Linked DNA regions of Zea mays: regions 1 and 2 are each linked to region 3. The links are chromatin contacts, called in public Hi-C maps. All regions are on one chromosome and are shown on one strand. The core of a region is the stretch at or near the end of the contact, and the rest is flanking DNA. Distances in the headings are between cores, read along the strand shown.

Evidence for each region. A called contact is a pair of places that touch in the nucleus more often than the background predicts.
Region 1: a Hi-C map of leaf shows a contact between it and region 3, with 3 times the contacts expected there. The contact joins the promoter of LOC100191155 here to the promoter of LOC103626595 in region 3. A contact is called at or near these places in 5 of 25 Hi-C or Micro-C datasets (ear, leaf, leaf mesophyll and 1 more).
Region 2: a Hi-C map of endosperm shows a contact between it and region 3, with 2.2 times the contacts expected there. The contact joins the promoter of LOC100191839 here to the promoter of LOC103626595 in region 3. A contact is called at or near these places in 5 of 25 Hi-C or Micro-C datasets (bundle sheath, ear, endosperm and 2 more).

What each region holds. Positions count from the first base shown.
Region 1 is chr5:78,718,102-78,722,889 of Zm-B73-REFERENCE-NAM-5.0, reverse strand. It overlaps LOC100191155, which reads left to right and starts at 3,382. Exons shown (of 6, transcript NM_001136591.1): 1 at 3,382-3,626; 2 at 3,711-3,787; 3 at 3,881-3,951; 4 at 4,051-4,557. The coding sequence starts at 3,455. It overlaps LOC103626594, which reads right to left and starts at 3,299. Exons shown (of 8, transcript XM_008647003.4): 1 at 2,577-3,299; 2 at 2,354-2,479; 3 at 2,063-2,260; 4 at 213-440; 5 at 1-43. The coding sequence starts at 3,086.
Region 2 is chr5:79,343,821-79,348,131 of Zm-B73-REFERENCE-NAM-5.0, reverse strand. LOC100191839 reads right to left here and starts at 2,157. Exons shown (of 4, transcript NM_001158370.2): 1 at 1,598-2,157. The coding sequence starts at 1,888. It overlaps LOC103626596 (probable methyltransferase-like protein 15), which reads right to left. Exons shown (of 5, transcript NM_001301525.2): 5 at 3,983-4,311.
Region 3 is chr5:79,028,036-79,032,382 of Zm-B73-REFERENCE-NAM-5.0, reverse strand. LOC103626595 reads right to left here and starts at 1,347. Exons shown (of 8, transcript XM_020538423.3): 1 at 997-1,347; 2 at 747-852. The coding sequence starts at 797. It overlaps LOC100193851, which reads right to left. Exons shown (of 21, transcript NM_001350703.1): 19 at 3,269-3,342; 20 at 2,808-2,861; 21 at 1,965-2,714. The coding sequence ends at 2,399.

The sequences.
Region 1 (4,788 bases), core at 2,133-4,632, 310 kb after region 3:
CAAGCCATAAACTATGAATACGTGGAAGACAAAAGGAAGATTCCTGAACACGTTAAATCAAACCAAAAGATCAGCACCAAAATGACACATAACATAGGACACTTTAATAACAATGTGAGAAACACAGGTTACAAAGAACACTGGGATGAGTTTGAGTGGTAGCAAAATTTGAGATTATTTATGCTCATTTATACTATCAGTGAGAACAGTACCTTAAAACAAGCAGCAATGGATCTAAGATGTTGTTCGGCAAAAAAATTGTCCGAGCTGAATGGATAAGGCAGGAGCTTCCCAAATATCTCCTTCTGGACAATAGTTCTCTCTTGCAACTTCAAAGCTAGAAAGAGTGCATCTGGATCTCCAACCTCAGCAGCTTTGTTAAACCAATCTTGAACACCAGGAACTTCAAGAACCTCAGATAGTATGGCTTCATCAGGCAGCTACAACAAAAGATAGGTTAGCAGATACCAAATAAACCAAGTGGCAAAATAACGGTCAGTGTTATTAAAACTACGTTTAAACGATGTTTAAAGTAAGTTTAAACGTCAAAACTCTAATTAGAGGTTGAAACCACGTTTTGGCGTTCTAAACTGTAAAACGCAGTGTTTTATGCATTTTAGACCATTAGCTACTTTTGGGTCCAGTCTATTAGTTACTTTTGAGGTTCAATCTAGCTCATGGGTGAAGTTTTGGTAGGCCACTAATCTCTCTATTTTGGTATTTAACTTCATATTATTGTCTGAAATTATGATGTATTGGTATTTTTCCTGTGTTGTTTAAAACTACGTTTAAACAAAGTTTAAACGTTTAAAAGTCAAATTTTGATCCATGAGCGTTCCAACATTTTACCGTTTTAATAACCTTGATAACGGTACTACTACAAATGTGCCACTGGCCACTGCAAATGTATGAGGATTCACTTGACATCTTGTTCATGATTCCTTTTTTCCATAATGTTGCAACTTGCAACTTCTAAATAATTAACTAATACAATGCTAACATAACAACTGCCATAACCATGCAGTCCATGCTCATATAGAGCTATTAATAATCTCTTCTGTCACAACAATACCCATTAGAAAAAGGCAAATAAAAATGTAACTCGTGATAAGGATACCATGAAAGCTCCTACCAACAAAAAATGTATTGTAAAGCAAGTCGCTGCAAAGGAATATTTATTAAAGCAGATTTTAAAATATAATAAACTGTCAAAATTTATTGTTATGAACAAGAGATTGCCTATAATTGTGCCATATGAAAACAGTACTAGTTCCGGTGCGTTGCGACAGCACACAATCATATTTGATGAGTGATTCTGGCAATCCAAATTGGGCTAAACACCTTTAGTACGATACCATCCACAGGCCAAACCTTCCACACAAAAAAAGGGTTTACTAACTATAATTGTGTCATATGAAAAGAGTACTAGTATATTTTTCATGCAAGTACTTCAAAATTTAACATTTTTATAACAACAAATGCTTATAAGTAATGGCCAAATATAATTCAGATCATGTCCGCATCAATACAAGTATAAAACAACAGAGGTAGTATGATAGTAACATTTTATTTGTCTCCACTGCTTTGCGCATGGGCCCTAACTTCAGTCTCTTTAATTTTGTTTTCCTCCGTCATTGTTCTTTTTGCTTTTGTGAAATATTTGGACACATCCAACTGTGGTACTAGGACAACAAGATGTCATCTTCAAGTGAAAAATTAGCACTTCTATCAGACGGATAGGGTAAAACTACACCTCATATTCATACATACATATAGTCCAACAAAATTATTTGCTTCAAGTCTGCAATTATTTTGTTAATTAGCTACTCCGTTCGTTTTTATATAACACTGGTAAGATCACTAATTAATTAAAATAACTTGATTCAAAAAAAAGAACGGGGAATACATAACATGAAATTAACAATGATAAATATATAAAAAACTGCACGTTTCTATCACTGGCAGCGGCGCAAAAAGTTTAATCCTAACATTATATGCATCACACTATAATAAAAGAGTATCACGTGTTAAAGCCGTATCAGTGTGTGCTTGAAAGATGTACCTTCCTGACTAAATCCAGAATCACAGCAACTGCAGGCTCCGTCAAATATCGTTTCTTGCCACCGAGTTCTACAACCACACTCACAAATTCCTTAACAATGGGTGAGCTTTTGTCACGTGACCACTGTCGTGACACACGACCAGACCTCTCAATTGCTCCAAATCCAAACAGGCGCCCCAAAAGATTGTCCTTAGCTTCCTAAACAGAAACGTAAGTTGCCATCAAAACAGGAAAGAGACATGTTGATAGCCATAATGAGTACTGAGTAGTGACATTAGTTTTTCAATTTACCGGTCCCTTCATAGAAGATGAATGTTCCAATAAATTAGGGATCAACTTCATAATTGCTTCCACCTTGATTGCCCGAATCGATTCGAGGACAGCGGCAAGACCCAAAGCAAATCCTTGCCTTGCATACTGCAAACAAATTTCCGAAGTTAATAGAGTAAAGCAGATCGTGACATCAGCCAACTCAAACTAAGCTTGTCCTGAACTCATGGAAAAACATTTCTACCTCTCTAGAAGAAGAGATGCCACGAATAAGCCGCCGGATGGCGTAACGCACTGATGGGGCGCAGTTATCCAGCCCGTCGTCCTTCTCAGCCTCCATCTGCGTATCCCCATCACCAGCATCCCTCTCCCCATTCCGCGCGCTCTTCTCGTACGCCTTCTGCACTTGCCGGAGCTCCACCACCAGCGCCTCGGCTGCAGCCTCTCTAACCGATGCCTCTGGTGATGCCAGGTCTCTGAACACGTTCATGTGCAGTCCCGGTCCCACAGCCACCGGAGCGGCCGGGGGATTCACAGGAGCCGCAGACTCCGCTGCCGGCGGCTGGGGCTTGGCAAATTCGGCCGACTGGCGGTGGCGCTCCTTATCCATCTCCTTCCGCTCCTTCTTCCGCTCCATGGCCAGCTTCTTCTTCGCCGGCGCCTCCGCAGCTGCAGCCTCATTCCGGATAGCGTCCGAGGCAGGCACCGCCTCCAGAACCGCGCGATCAGTCTGGGTCCGTTTTTTCCCGGCCATCGGAGCTCCCTCGCCGCGATGCTTACCACAGAGTCGAGGCGGAGAGGCAGGGCCGTGCCTCGGAGAGTCGAGGAGAGACGGCTGGGGTTTATGCCGACACGAGACGGCGGGGGAGGCCCTTGCCTAGGGTTAGGGGTTTTCCTTCTCGACTTTTTTCCTGCTTTTTTTTTCTGCGCGGACGTTGGTGGCTGTTAGAATTTTGCAAGTGGGCCTAGTCAGTTTAGAGGCCCATGATCAGCCCATTAATAATCTTGTCGTCCTTGTGACACGTGGGCCCTGTCCAGACGCGTGGTGGCACCGCGGAGGGGGCAGACAGAGAGTAAAGGAGGCAAGTAGGCGACTCCGGCGAGAGAAGTGCGGGTGCGGCCATGGCGGACAAGCCGAGCCGCGCGCTGGTCGTCTACGCCGCCGGCCACGCCGCGGCGCTCATCCCCCCGCCGGGCTCCGCAGCCGCGGGGAGCCACCTCGACGCGTTCGCCTCCCGCGCCTGCTGCGGCCTTCTCACCCTACGCTCCCCGCCGACTTCCCATCCTACGACCGGTACTAATCCATCGGACTTCACCTCCCGTCATCTTTGTCACTTGTCGCCGCTCAGTTCGTAGTTCTGTGCTGTGATACGCCTAGGCACCGAGGATAATAGCAGCACGATTTTGGAACTGGCGCAGCTGCTCGACGTTTACGATCATCTCTACCCCGGAAAGGTGAGATCTTGCTTCCCATTTGTGTTGGAATGGAGTGATTGCTCGAGAAAGTAAGAGATGTATGTAATAGTGCTTGAACTTGTTACATTTTAGAATGAGGAAAGTGGTCAAGAAGTTGCCCAAGTGGATCCACAGGAGCTCGTGGTTCCCAAGCTGTTTGAGAGGTGGGTACTAACTGGATGCATGTGCCATCCATGTGCTTTACAAGATGTTAATTAATCTTGTAAGAGTACTAACCAGTTGTAGCTGCCCTGAAATTTCAGGTTTATGGGCCTGAGAGCTGCCTTGGTCACCAGTTGCCCCCATGTCAGCTCCTTCGCAGCGAATCTTGGTTTCCATGTTTTTAAAACCAATGATTTTGCCCCACAATCTGGCTCGTCCAGCATTACTAAAGAGGATGGATTAATCAAAAGAGCATTTGATCTGCTAGGATTCTCGGATGGGGATGTGCAGGAAACATCTGAATTCGATCTAGTCTTCATGCATGTTGCCATGGAGAACACAAGCAGCAAGTTAGGAAAGTTAGGAATGAAGACAGATATCAATCGGCTCGACAAATTAGTTGGTGCAGTCTTGGAATCTGCGCCTGTTGGTTCAGCTATTGCTTCGCGTATTCATGTATCTGTGATTTTGAGCTATGGGTCTGCTTCTGGAAATAAGGATGAGTTTTCCCTTTTAACCTCTTCAACCGAAACAGATTCAGACTTGAATCTACTGCGTCCACGCCAGAGCTACACAATGAAAACAGGGCGTACATTAGATGATGTCAGGTAGATGTTTCCCTTCACCTTGATCACTGGCAAATAAAAATGAATATGCAACAAGTTAAGCCACCTGGAGCAATCTCTCTAGTCTAATTGATGAAAATGCACTTCATTCTTTTGATTTTTTTAGAGCCCAAAATAAGACTATTCGAGTTTGTATCGATCCATCCTGGAAATCAATATAATTATTACTCCCTCCGTACCAAATTATAAGATTTTTTGGCTTCTATAAATACA
Region 2 (4,311 bases), core at 908-3,407, 310 kb before region 3:
ACGAGTTAGAACAACCGACATCTAGCGACGATATTCCTACACTTATGGTGTTCCGTTGCGACGCATGGGCACGTTTGCTAGTAACAAAATAGTACTCCCTCCGTTCTTTTTTATTCGTCGCGTTTAAGTTCAAAAACAAACCAGCTGGCGCCAAATATTCGAGAAGGGAGGTAGTACAATGTACTATAGGGTTAGGGTTAGTGCACCTTCTTTAGCCAAAATAAAGTCAACCCAACGTGTGGGCAAACCTTGTTATAAAAAAAAGTGTGTTGCAGACCTCAAAAAACCATGTATGTAGTACACATTAAGTTAAATAGACCTTCAAAAGTCTAATCTCATATTCATCTATGATGAAGTGCTACCCTAAAACCAGCTTCAATTTACAACTCCATGTACTCTAGGGAAAAAAATCAAAGCCACCAAATTGATCCACTTCCTCGACTTGATCATCTCTTCAGTTTTTATTCAACTTTGTACTATGAACATATGATTAGTACCACTGCTTGCTAATTTTGACTCTCGACATCTAGGGCATTGTTGTAGTGCCAGCTCTGCTTGATCTTATCCTTAGCTATATTTAAGTCTGTGTACTACATACATGACTTTTTGATGTTTTTTTTTAAAAAAAACTGGCACATGATAAATTCGGATGTCCCGTGTCCTCTAAAAATCTCTAAACAAGTAACGCAAATAGTCAGCACCAAGTATTGATCATTAATATTCCTTTTAAACTCAAACGATCAGTTGATTAGAGTAATGTTTTTTTAGATTAGTGTTCTGCTCATCTTGTGCAAAGAAACAGCAGATATTCAAAAGTATCTAACCACCGCATATCTCTAGACGCCAGACTGATCAAAGAACATGATGGGAAATCAAAACCACCACCCTACAAGACGAAGCCTCGCTAACAAGTTCCAGATGGCCCTCCACATCCAGAAGAAAAGGCCCTGTGTTTCTGTAGACAGAGTGACAGCAGATAGGTGCAAATGGCGAGTACTGGCAATTTCTTTCAAATGTTTCCTTTCCAATCGAGTTACTCTGGTGCAGTGAGGATCGATAAGAACAGTTTTTTTTCTAAGCATTTCCGCTTGCTGATCTTGTATCATCGCACATGCATATCAAGCATTTTCTAATGCATATCTTGCTGACTTTTTTTTTTGTGGTAGCTTCACAATCGGCTTCCTGCACTTCATACAGTAAAGATATATATAGGTGAATAAAGTGTTTTGCCTCCACCGCTACCTGGGTCGTCCTCCATTTACAGTTTCCCACTGCAGCACTAGACAGCAAGCCAGCAAGGTATTCCCCTCCTTCTGCTTGCTTGCATAGAGGCACAAAAAAAAACGCATAACAAATCGAGCAGCAATATACGATGCGCGGGACACGGCACGAACGGGGCACCGGATTCGATGCTTAGAATCGCGCAGCTTGATACGCGGCAGGCAAGATCTGGATCGCGCCTGGCTGTGGCAGCAGCAGGTTGACTCTACTACGGACGAGCTAGGAAGGAGTCGACCGCGGTTGCCGTTGATCGAGCAAAGGTGCGAGGGAGAGGAGGGCGGGGAGGGGAGGGGAGCAAGCTGAGCGCAGTAGTAACCTGGAGGGACTGGAGCTCCTGGTCGAGGCGGGCGATGGCGGCGGAGAGGCGATGCTTGCCGACGTAGCCGACGTTCCTGGCGAGCGGCGGCGGCGGGCGCGGCTGCTGCTGCTGCTGCGGGCCGGAGTACGGCCTCTGGGCCTGGTGCCGCCGCTGCTGCGGCGGGCCCTGGCCCCGGTGGCGGCCCTCGTCGTCGCCCTCCTCTTCCTCCGCCTCCTCGCCGTCGTTGTCCGCCTCGTGGTCGTCGCCCCGCTGCCGGCGGTCCTCCACTCCGTTGGCTTGCCCCCTCATCCCGCCGTCCTCCGGGAGCGGGTTGTGGTCGGCAACGGCAAGTGGACGGACGGAACGGAAGGAACGATGGGTGGGTGGGTGGATCTGCGTGCGAGTAGCTGGGTATAGTAGAGAGAGGCGGGAGTGGCCGAGTGGGTTCTGTCGTGCCGTGCAGTGCTGCCCGTTTTACTGGGAGTCAATCAACTAACCCAGCCAAGCAGCCAGGGAAGGGAAAGGGAGGCTGGGAGCAGCGCGCGGTGCGACGGTGATGGCGACGCCGACGGCGCGCGGGTGGGTGGGTGAGTGGGTCAATGGCTGGCTGGTGCCTGGTACCAGATAGATACAGAGAAAGAGATGGATAGGAGCGGCCGAGCGGGAAGGGATGGGGGCCCGTTTGACCGGTCAACGTTGCGCGGCAGCAGCGGTCGGTCAGTCAATTTGTCGGAAAAAATTTGTTGCAGCCCGGCTGCAAACGATGATGTTTGCAGCCCCTCACAAAAAGGAAGATAGAGCCCACCTGCAGGTCCACCAGGTAACGTTTTAGTTGTCTTATTAACCTGCAGGTGGGCCCTATCTTCTTTTCTATGAGGGACTGCAAACATCCTGGTTTGCAGCCCGGCTGCAGCAAATTTTTTTCCCAATTCGGAAAAAATTTGTTGCAGCCCGGCTGCAAACGATGATGTTTGCAGCCCCTCACAAAAAGGAAGATAGAGCCCACCTGCAGGTCCACCAGGTAACGTTTTAGTTGTCTTATTAACCTGCAGGTGGGCCCTATCTTCTTTTCTATGAGGGACTGCAAACATCCTGGTTTGCAGCCCGGCTGCAGCAAATTTTTTTCCCAATTTGTCACCGAGTGCAGCGGCAGGCCCGCAGCGGCCCCAGCAGGCAGCAGGCAACAGTCTGTCGTTTTTTACCCGAGCCACCTGGTCGTAGTAGATACCCTCGTTTCATACGAAACAAAAAATAAATAAAAAAATTGTAAGGGCCTCTGCTCTTAATTCATGTGGTTTAGTGGGATTGAAAGAGTTTAAATCTTAAATAAGTTAAAATATTTTTATAATATTTTTTCTAATCTCTTCTAAGGGGGTGTTTGGTTTGCCCCTGCTAAAATTTAGCCATTATCACATCGAATATTTGAACCTTCGTTGGGGGTATTAGATGTAGTCGGATTATAAAACTAATTTCTCAGCCGAAGATTAAAAAGTGAGACGAATCTAGTACAGTTGGTTGGGTCTATATTTCATACTCCTATTTGAAAGTCAAACGCTTGATGTGACCCGGGCTAAACTTTAGTCCACAGAACCAAACACCCCCTAATCCACATAGCCTAGAAAAGCAAAAAAAACAAGCCTAAGGCCTACTAGGTAACAACAAATGCTGGTGACAATTGAATACTACATGACACTTACATGGACTGCCCTGCCACAGCTACTACAGCTGTTCGAATTGCTGCAGGTACAATATATAGAAACAAAATACTATATAAGCCGCAGTCAAATTAAAACTACAGCAAGTCGCAGAAGCGAACAATATATTTCGGGGTCAGATAAACACCCTTGGGTTTGGTTTGGTTATATGAATACTATTGGGTACGTCGTAACAATCGAGTGCTGCCACTATTTGAAAGCCAAGGGCAAAACAATCTTTTTGAGAGAGAGAAAATACTTCAAGAAAATCAGAAAAAATTAGAAAAAAATTAGAAACACAATGAACTGTTTCTCTTCAAGCTCTCTGCATCTTGCGCCACTGGAAAATGAATTTCAGCTAACACGATTAGTCTACCACTGGAAACATTTGTCACAACAGACATGATTAGTCTACTGTAGGAAACATTGTCACAACCAGGATCACATATTTTAATTAGAGGACGAATATTGCAAAAAAAAAAAAGCACCGACATATTTCAAATTTCCGAATGATGCGCAAAGGCTATAACATTCTACCAAACAGAACATCACCCTGTACCTGTACTTCCCGCCGGGTCCCACTGCCCAGCTGTTGCGGCGGTATACATGTTGATGGCCTTACATTACAATACACAGCAGCAGAAGGGTACAGCTAGATGGATGATCAGATCAGTAGCTCATTGGACAGGTACAGCTAGATGGATGATGTACCAGGAGTGAAGGAGGGCTCGAAAACCCTAAGGGGGTGTTTGGGAACAAAGTTTTTCTGCAGTTTTGGAAGAATACTGCAGTATTCTCAAATACTGCAGTATTATATACATAATGGTGTTTGGCAAGCTGGGTAAAATCTCTGTTTTCAAAACTGAAGTATTGCAAATACTATAGTTGTTTTAAGGCATTCTAAACTTAGCTCTGGACCTCAGTTTTCAAAACTGCGGTATTATAAACTACGGTATTGTCATAACTAAAGTATAGTATAGTATTTCAAAAACTGTAGTTTTCAAAAACTTTGTTCCCAAACAGGGCCTAAACTGATTA
Region 3 (4,347 bases), core at 98-2,597:
GTGAAAAAAATTTGGAGGTTATGACATATGACACTGGCAAGAACAAGTCAACTTAAGTAACGGATACGTGCCCCCCCCACCTGAAAACTGAAAGTTCATCCGAAAGATTCGACATCCAAAAAAGGCAAACGGACACGTGAAAACAGGACAAGTACGCCGAAACTTCAATAGATCTCATAGCTCAACTTCATCGGACTTAGGGTGTGTTTGAATGCACTAGTGCTAATAATTAGCTGCTAAAATTAGTTGAAGACATCCAAACAATCTAGCTAATTTCACTAGCAATTTTTAGCCAACTTAACTATTAGCTCTAGTGCATTCAAACATCCTCTTACTAGTACGCATTCTGCTTTTGCATACGACAACAGAAGCGCACGAGTCTCTCCTTTAGCACACATCATTATTACAGATACCCAACAGTAGCAGCATCCATAAATTCCCCACCCCCTCTCTTACCCATGCACACCCTTCCCCCTCCATCCACCTCTCCAGCTCCGTGTTCATGAATCATGACCAACCGGGACTGGCACATGCCCATGACCTAGAGTATGCAAGCAGAGCCCAAACGAGGGCATGCAACCGTTGCAACAGCACAACCATCTGTAACCCTAATCGAGGCCATTTACTTCTCACCGAGCCTACCAGGTATTCAGGTTATCAAATATATAGGGAAAAATAATCGAAAGCAAGTTAAAAAGAGAGAGAGAGAGATGGAGGAGGGAAGGAACAAGGCGGGGGGCGCTCACAAGCTGTATGTCCTGGCGCGAGACCTTACGGACGTCCTCCCCTCCCGGCATGCCTGACGCCCGTCTCTCGCTCGTGCCCAGCCCGGCGGCCCTAAACCAAATCTCCCTGCGAGCGACGCCAAGCTAAGGTTATCGAAAGAAGAAAGTAGAACAAAACGGCGCAGTCGCGGGTGGCGATTGACACCGACAGGATAGTAGCCAACGACGAAACGTTCGATCCAGCTGGCACGGCCGCGGGGGGGAATCTCACCTTGCTCGAGCCGAGGGAAAGAGCAGGTGAAGCGGAAACGGAGCTGGAGCCGGAGCGGAACACGAGGGAGGGAACCGTTCCGCGCGCGAGTTCAACGAGGGTGAGGGCCGAAGCGGCGTGGAGGGAGGAGGAAGGCGACGGCGATCAGGTGAGGGCGCCGCGCAGCGTGGCAAGGGCCTGACGAAGGAAGCAGTGTGTGTGGGGACAGCCAAGTTGGTGGGGTGGGATGGGATGGGATGCTAATGCCGTATCCGTAATGCGTCGGATTATCTAGGTGTTATCCGGTTTAACGAAACGGGGAAGTGGAGGCCTACGGGACGGACACCAGATTCCGTGCTACCATCCCCCCCCCCCCCCCCCCCCCCCCCCCCCCCCCCTCCCCTCTCTGATTAGCTCAGTTGACAGCTGGAACATCCGATCTTTTCTGACACTCTGATTCTGGCTTAACCCCTCCTTTCCAAAATAGACGATTCTTCTTCTTCATTAGCTAATACTCCCTCCGTTCTTTTTTATTTGTCGCGTTTTAGTTCAAAAATGAACTAGCGGGCGACAAATATTCGAGAACGGAGGTAGTAACAACTAGAGGGTCATCTATATTGACATGTATCAAATCGGCAAGACAATGCCCGGTTTTCCTACCTGGTCTATGTTCACTTCCACGAGATAATCACATTATCCAAAACATTATCATCACCAATAAATAGTTAATAGCTAGCTGTGTTATGGCCTTATGGGTCTTTGGGCGATTGGGGCCTACATCGACAGGGATTTCACGTTTTTTTTTTTGAAGATATAATCACACTATCCATCACCTGTTATCATTATCCATCATCCATAATCATGGAGGGCTTGAATGCGACAAGAACGTAGCTTTCGGACCTCCAAAACAATGTCTGCACGGATCGGCAATGACGATGGATCCAGTGACAGCGATGTCTCCAGGGCCTGAAGCGATGCATTTGCAGATAAGCATATAATAACCAATCTTCAGACAAAAACTGTCATGGGTGTACAGGTGTAAGTATATCGTCTGCTGCTGCCTCGATGGCATCTGTTCTCATCTCATCTCGGCCACAAGAGAAGTTCGCTGCGCACTCGCTCTTTGCGCACCAAAGAAAAAAAAAACATAGCTTGTACCAAATACAAATGCTTACGTATGTATAAACAGTGCCAACCATTGGCACCTACGATACAGCACTGCATGTCTGTTCCTGCCTCCTGCCATCAGATTCTGCCACATCAGCAGTCCCGATGTCATGTCTGGACGTCTGGTACCTACCAACAGACAGAACAAAAAGCTTCGCAGAAACTTGGAAGGAATTTGCAACCTGTTGATAATAATAAGCTTCAAAAACGGAGAATCCACGCCCGCATCAGTCTGCCATGCGACAAGGCGTGCGATTCAGTCAGACGTCGGTTCGGCGTCCATGCAGAGATGAACCAGCTTCTGCTGGTACTGCCCGAAGACCTCACTGACTGCGATCAGGTCCTCGTCGGCCACATTCTTGGAAGGGAACCGGAGCTTCTCCGTCTGCTCCGGCGTCGGCGTCAGTGCTAACACGGAAGTGTCGTCCTCGGGCTCTGATTCTGATAAGGCTTGTGAGTAGGTCTCGTGGCAAGCTAGCAAGAACATGGCTGCGGTATCTGGGCGCTGGCTCTTGCGAAGTGTATCCAAAGCCTCTGGCAGTGCTCCAGCAGCAACGTATAGGATAAGAGCTCTGTACAAGATGCAACCACTGTGTTAGTAACACGAAGAGGAAAAACAATCAGACTCTTCTGTTACTTGTTAGCTGTTCCAGGTCAATCTTTACCTCCACATATTGTGCTCACCACGAAGAACATAATCGGCCCACCTCTGCAGCACCCTGCACAAATCAAGCACCTTTAATACAAATTACAAAACAGAAGGTTCTTTTAGCTACTGGTTGGCTTCAAGAACTGGCAAAGCTACATTTGGGCTTCACCCTGTGCTGGAAAAAAAAAGATATGTGGCCAATTGGTTTGTGATTTCAGTCCGTCACAATATATACACACACACACACACTGATAACTAGATTATAAATTTGATATCATCAGCCTCCTAATTTACTTTCATATTCCATTCAACTTGGTTGTGAGATTCACAAAATCACAAGCATGGGTGGATAGGCCAAGCAAGATTGACTAAATTAAATAAGTTGAAACACAAAACACAAAGGCGGTTTTGTAAGTACTTAGGGAGCACAATATTCATCCTTTCGGATATAAGTAAATTTTCATATTTGAATTATACCTTGCGTAGTCAGATCCATGCAAATGGCTTGCGGCCAAAGTAGCTGCATCATTCCAACACCCAGCATCTTGAAGCTGAAACAGAACCAAAAGGTTAATGTGGTTGGACCCATATTCAGTTCGATTCACATTACGATCAAATTAAATTTTACAAAAACAAATACTGCAATAACAAAAAAATTGATCCTTTGAAAAGTTACAACTTTGAAGGGCATATTAATTGGAAAAAGTAAGCATTCTGTAAATGGGGATTGATTGTTATTGCCTCTAAATCCCAGCTATCACTGTAAAGGTGAAAACAATGGCTCATTATTTAACAAATATTTCGTCGACCAAACTAAGAGTAACCAATTTGGTCATATTTAATCTTTCAGAGCTAAAAATCATCATCATCTTTTTCAGGTCTAGCTCATTATTTAAGCTACATCTAAAGATGACAATGGCACTACTAGAAATCTTCTTAATAATTGTTAAAAATGTTATTATCCACCACAATTTTACATATAGAGATGACAATAATTTAATAGAGTTTCTGCACCAGAGTGACTTCTGTATGCAAATGTGACTTTCTGCACCAGAGTGACTTCTGTATGCAAATGGGAAATCATAAAAAAAAAAAACTCGACCAGGGAGGGAAAGACTCCTCCTGGCATTATATTAAGAGACCGAAACATGGTCCCAGCCGAGAAAATCCCCAAACCTTGGCCCCCCATCACTAGCGGGCCGTCACCGCCCACTTTGCAACAGCCTAGCGGAGGGTGGTGCGCAGGACGTAATCCGGGAGCGGGCGGGGCACAACGAGAGAATTATTTTAACCAAGCCTCATCAACATAGCTTCTGTACGCAAATGTGACTTACAAACCTAAACAAATACTCCTGCCGTTCCAAATTATAAGCTGCTTTAGCTTCTACATATACATAGTTTTAGAAAGTGTATATCTAGATGCATATCAAAACTATGTATCTAGAAAAGCCAAAACGACTTGCAATTTAGAACGGTGGAACTGAGTGCAACTTAAGTGTTCTATGATATCCCATTGCAGAAATAACTAGCTTATAACAAACACATCATGCTGATTG